2 separate regions of the Sus scrofa genome follow, and region 2 is linked to region 1. A link is a contact called in public HiChIP or PLAC-seq data. All regions are on one chromosome and are shown on one strand. The core of a region is the stretch at or near the end of the contact, and the rest is flanking DNA. Distances in the headings are between cores, read along the strand shown.

Region 1 (2,939 bases), core at 47-2,546:
GCGACCTACACCACAGCTCATGGCAACACCACTGAGCGAGGCCAGGGATCGAATCTGCAACCTCATGGTTCCTAGTCAGATTAGTTTCTGCTGTGCCAGACGGGAATTCCTATATCCTTTTTATTTATGTCTGTGTTGACTTCTATTGTTATTCGTAATGGAGTCTCAATCAGTCAATAATGTTCTTAGGAATTTTCCTATGAAGAAAAAACATCTATTTTATAACATTAAGATACAGGTTAATATAGGGAGTTCACAAAGCTGTGATCCTTAATCCACGGCGCTGGCCAGGGGTCAAACATGTACAACTGCAGAGACAACACCAGATCCTTAACCCACTGAGCCACAGTGGGAACTCATGAGTATAATCGTTTTATATTTCAGATTTTCTTTTTTTTTTTTCTTTGTCTTTTTGCCTTTTCTAGGGCCGCTTCCCACGACATATGGAATTCCCAGGGTAGGGGTCGAATCAGAGCTGTAGCCACCAGCCTACCCCAGAGCCACAGCAATGCAGGATCTGAGCCGAATCTGAGACCTACACCACAGCTCATGGCAACGCCAGATCCTTAACCCACTGAGCAAGGCCAGGGATCAAACCCGCAGCCCCATGGTCCCCAGTTGGATTCATTAACCACTGCACCACAACGGGAACTCCTATATTTCAGGTTTTCTAAATATTTTATACCAAACCATGGATGATTTTATTTTACATTGGCAGTTTTCTTCTTCAGAGTAACTACTAAAATTTTTACCTTAATCATAACCTCTTTAAGAGATAATTATTCAATTTTCCTCCCCACTGATCTTACTTGTGCAGCCTGTGCATGTTCCAACATCTCTTCAAATTCCTGATATTCTTCATCATCTGGTTCAGCACCTGAGAGGCGAGCTGCCCTGGCCATGAAATATGGAGGCAGCTCTCCGATTGCTGTACCGATACCCTATGTGAAAAATCAAAATACTTACATGAAATTCTCTTCCCAATACAGTGAGGCTAAGCAGATCAAATCTAAATTTTTCAGTATCACCAAAAGCATGTCAAGATGCATGTATTAGGGAGGAAAGGATATACTATATAATTGGGAGGACATAAGTCTGAATCCTGACTCTAATAATGACAATGACAAGCCAGATGACATAAAACTTTTAGACAATCTCTGGTACATTATGGACACTAAATTAATGTTAGTTCTCTAGTATCTCTACTTATATCCTCTGTTATTACTTTTTTGGCTGTACCCACAGCATGTGGAAGTTCCCAGGCCAAGGATGGAACTTGCACTTCAGCAGTAACCAGAGCCATAGAAGTGACAATGCTGAATTCTTAACCTGCTGAATCACCAGGGAACTCCCTCTGTTATTTTTTTTTTACATTTCTCTCTTTTTTTTTTTCCAATTTAGGGCCACACCCATGGCATATGGAGGTTCCCAGGCTAGGGGTCGAATTAGAGCTGCAGCTGTTGGCCTACACCACAGCTACAGCAACACCAGATCTGAGCCGTATCTGTGACCTACACAGCAGCTCACAGCAACACTGGATCCTTAACCCACTGAGCAAGGCCAGGGGATCAAACCTACGTCCTCAGGAACTACTTGTGTTCTTTTACCACTGAGTAACAATGGGAACCCCTACATCTCTTTTCATTTTGTTAATTTTAGAAATAGCACATGGTTTTCTATACTTGTGAAATGTTACAAGTTCTTTTTACATAGTAGTTGATTTACAATATTGTATTAGTTTCAGGTGTAAAACAGTGATTCAAAATTTTTATATATTTTTTTTATTTTTAATTTTTTAATTTTTGTCTTTTTGCCATTTCTTGGGCTGCTCCCGCGGCATATGGAGGTTCCCAGGCTAGGGGTCAAATCAGAGCTGTAGCCACCAGCCTTCACCAGAGCCACAGCAACGCGGGATCCAAGCCGCGTCTGCAACCTACACCACAGCTCACGGCAACACCGGATCCTTAACCCACTGAGCAAGGGCAGGGACCAAACCCGCAACCTCATGGTTCCTAGTCAGATTCGTTAACCACTGCGCCACGACGGGAACTCCGTGACAATGTTTTTTATGTCCTATGTTTGATATATTTTCAGAGGAAATATGATATGTTATCTGGGATATGCTTCAAAATAATTGTTAGCAGAGTGAGGAGGGGTCTAGATAAAACAATAAGTAACACCCAGGAGTTAACTTTATGTATTTATTTATTTTGTCTTTTTAGCTATTTCTTGGGCCGCTCCCACGGCATATGGAGGTTCCCAGGCTAGGGGTCGAATCAGAGCTGGAGCCACCGGCCTACACCAGAGCCACAGCAATGCGGGATCCGAGCCATGTCTGCAACCTACACCACAGCTCACGGCAACACCGGATCCTTAACCCACTGAGCAAGGGCAGGGACCGAACCCGCAACCTCATGGTTCCTAGTCGGATTCGTTAACCACTGCGCCACGACGGGAACTCCCCAGGAGTTAACTTTAGCTGAAGCTGGGTGATAATACACTGAATTACCTATATAATTCCCTGCATCAAAAAAAATTTTTTCATGACAAAAAATAGGAAGAAAAGTTAATTGCAACATTTTCTTCAAAATATGAACTTCTCTTAAAACCTGTTAAGTCAAATGTTCAATAGTTCTAAAAGCAATCATATGATTCAAACTCATGACAAGTTCCCTTAAAGTTAAAAAGGAAGTAATAACGCACTGAAATGAAATCAAGAGCTACATAACTTAAGACTTAGCTGATCATTGTTATATTTTAATTTAATTCTGTTCATGTTTTCCCATATTAGCAAAGAACGAGAATGGTGATCATGAGCTAGTATTCTATTTTTTTATGCACATAAATAAAAAGGAAATCTAGTCATCCAGAAAGGTCCCTCAAAGCACATTATATTCTAGACACAGAAGTTTATTTAGGCAGTTACTTCAAATTAGATA
Region 2 (2,924 bases), core at 166-2,665, 81 kb before region 1:
CGGGAACTCCTCTCAGGCACTTATTTTAGAGTTTATGTTGAACCCGGAGTTCCTGTTGTGGCTCAGCAGAAACGAATCTGACTAGCATCCATGAGGACGCAGGTTCAGTCCCTGGCACACGCTCAGTGGGTTAAAGATCTGGCGTGGCTGTGGCATAGGCCAGAGGCTACAGCTCCACTTCAGTCCTTAGCCTGGGAACCTCCATACGCCACAGGTGTGGCCCTAAAAAGACAAAAAAAAAAAGAGAGAGAATCAAGTTTACGCTGAACCCAGTTATAAACTCCTGTCAGTTGTTGAGTATGTGTTGGGTAGACAGTCAAATCTTGTGTCTGTCAAAAGAATATGCTTCTTTTTCCTATTTTCTTATTGTCACTGTCTTGGACACTAAAAAGACAGGGAGCTTGACATAAACCTTGAAAGTTCGCTGACTTGGAGTAAACATTGAAGCAAAGATAAGACTTTTAAGAGAGTTTGCCATCTCCCTTCGTGTGTTCATGAGCTAGGAGAGGTCTCTTTATTGTTTGACCTCAAGAGTTATTCATTTGCCTGAGATTTTTATTTCACACTTTGTTTCTCTCACCAGAGCCTACATTCATCAATACACAAAATACGGAATTGAAGAAGAGGATTTTTTGGAGAGTTTTACATTGTTAGAACAGGTGATTGCCAGTTATTGCAACCTCTGATTTTTGAACCTTAAGTCATTTTTGGACTAAAATATTTTCAATACTACTTTCTCTGTAAAGTTTTCAAATTTCCATCTACTAAAATAACAAAGTCAAATCCTGATTCCTTCCTGCATATTATAGCCACAGAAAGGGAGGAAAACCCGTTATGGTACCTGTTTTCAGTGAAAACATCTACTTAGTATCTTCCTTTGTAAGAAAAGAAAAAAAATTGGTGCTTCTTTAAATAACTTTGGCAACACTTTTCTGAGATGTTGGAACCCTAGAACAAAAAAGAGAGTATTCTGTTTTGTTCTTACAGCCTTAAATTAAACCTTCCCTCTTTATTCCTAAAAGTATTCACTAAATATGAGCTAAACTTTCATTGCACAATTTTAAATTAAGAAATAAAAATTCTGTATTTAAATATGTTCATCTTTTTTTTCGGGGGTGGGGGAGTCTTTTTAGGGCCACACCCGCAGCATGTGGTGGTGGAGGTTCCTAGGCTTGGGGTCCAATGGGAGTTGTACCTGCCGGCCTATGCCAGAGCCACAGCAATATGGGATCTGAGCCACGTCTGCGACCTACACCACAGCTCACGGCAACACCGGATCCTTAACCCACTGAGCAAGGCCAGGGATCAAACCTGAGCCCTGGTGGATACTAGTTGGGTTCATTAACCACTGAGCCAGACGGGAACTCCAGTACGTTCATCTTTGAAGTGAGTGTTTTGAACCACAAGAGGGAGCTGTTGTCAAATGCTATCATGTGAACATCCATTTTTATTTTGTTTTATTCTATGTAACAGTGTAAGATTTTCCACTCTAAGCAGCTATTTAAAAATAAATGTCAGGAGTTCCCCTCGTGGCGCAGTGGTTAACGAATCTGACTAGGAACCATGAGGTTGCAGGTTCGATCCCTGGCCTTGCTCAGCGGGTTAAGGATCTGGCATTGTCGTGAGCTGTGGCGTAGGTCGCAGACTCGGCTCGGATCCCGAGTTGTTGCTGTGGCTCTGGCGTAGGCTGGTGGCTACAGCTCCAATTCAGCCCCTAGCCTGGGAATCTCCATGTGCCGCGGAAGCTGCCCTAGAAAAGGCAAAAAAAAAAAAAAAAAAAAAAGAAAAAGACAAAAATAAAAATAAATGTCAGGATTTTGTTAGTAAATGTTTATCATGCTTAAATGTAAAAGTAAATAAGAAAATGTTTACTTTTATTTTTTTTTTTTAAACAAGTGGCCGCACCTGCTGCATAGGCAGGTTCCTGAGCCAGGTGTCGAGCCACAGCCACTGCAGAATCAACGCCGAGTAGTTAACGCTGTGAGCCATTCAGGAAGTCATACTTTGCTTTTCTTAAATTTTCTTGGCATCAGAAAGCATGGATTTTTCTTTTAGATCTTAAAACGCCAGAGCAGAAACTGATTTTATTCAACTGGTGCTTTAAAACTACTTATAGAGGAGTTCCCTTAGTGGCTCAGCAGTTAAGGAACCCCACTAGGATCCATAAAGATGTGGATCACTCTGGCCTCACTCTGTGGGTTAAGGATCAGGCGTTGCTGTGAGCTGTGGTGTAGGTCACAGACTTGGCTCAGATCTTGCGTTGTTGTGGCTGTGGCATAGGCCAGTGGCTGCAGCTCCAATTTGACTCTAGCCTGGGAACTTCCATATTCCACAGTGCAACTGTAAAAAGAAAAAATAAAAATCATTTTAAAAAATTACAGGTATTTAGCAGGTGTGGAAGATGGTTATATTATTTTCAGTAAAAGCAGTAAGAGCTTCCACCAACCACTTAACTAAGTTGGGAAAATGATCTCTAAGGAAATACTGTGCTAGATGAAACTGACACATACAGATGTGGGTTTCGCTCAGAAGGACAAAACACATTTGGAAATTGGCAACTGAGTTCAAAATGGTGTATTTCAATAAAACACATCACATGCACTATATTAACAAATGTAAAACGGGAACAAATAGGAACATTTGCCCTTTCTGCCAAATCTACTAGTGGTGACTTATTTTTATATGGAAAAATGACAGTTCACAGATTCACTATTTCTTCCTTTTCTTTCCATATGGAAATGATTACCTTTTTGCTGTTTTTCTTATCAACTGTTGCTATGATTTAAAATACTAAACCATATCTTATTTCTAAGGAATGTAAAAAGTGGTCTGTTCAGCTGCTAAAAGGCACACCCACTGCTGTTAACCCAAGAATACTTGAAAATAACTAAATCATAATTTTCACAAAATGAAGTTAAAAGTAA

What was found. HiChIP or PLAC-seq counts read pairs in DNA pulled down with a chosen protein or histone mark.
Region 2: a contact with region 1 is called in an H3K27ac HiChIP or PLAC-seq map of alveolar macrophages. The contact joins two enhancer-like sites. A contact is called at or near these places in 10 of 47 Hi-C or Micro-C datasets (blood, fetal liver, fetal skeletal muscle and 6 more) and 2 of 2 datasets of contacts at active chromatin or transcription factors (alveolar macrophages and skeletal muscle).

The regions. Positions count from the first base shown.
Region 1 is chr12:35,997,413-36,000,351 of Sscrofa11.1, reverse strand. No RefSeq gene overlaps it. Among named protein-coding and RNA genes, the nearest start is that of PTRH2, 66 kb to the right of the region's middle. Within about 2 kb of position 1,296, at least 4 of the 83 cell types and tissues checked have an H3K27ac peak or open chromatin away from gene starts, as enhancers often do. A contact at or near this core is called in alveolar macrophages, where this site is marked.
Region 2 is chr12:36,078,107-36,081,030 of Sscrofa11.1, reverse strand. TUBD1 (tubulin delta chain) reads left to right here. Exons shown (of 6, transcript XM_013981124.2): 6 at 584-1,092. The coding sequence ends at 686. Among named protein-coding and RNA genes, the nearest start is that of MIR21, 14 kb to the right of the region's middle. Within about 2 kb of position 1,415, at least 16 of the 83 cell types and tissues checked have an H3K27ac peak or open chromatin away from gene starts, as enhancers often do. A contact at or near this core is called in alveolar macrophages, where this site is marked.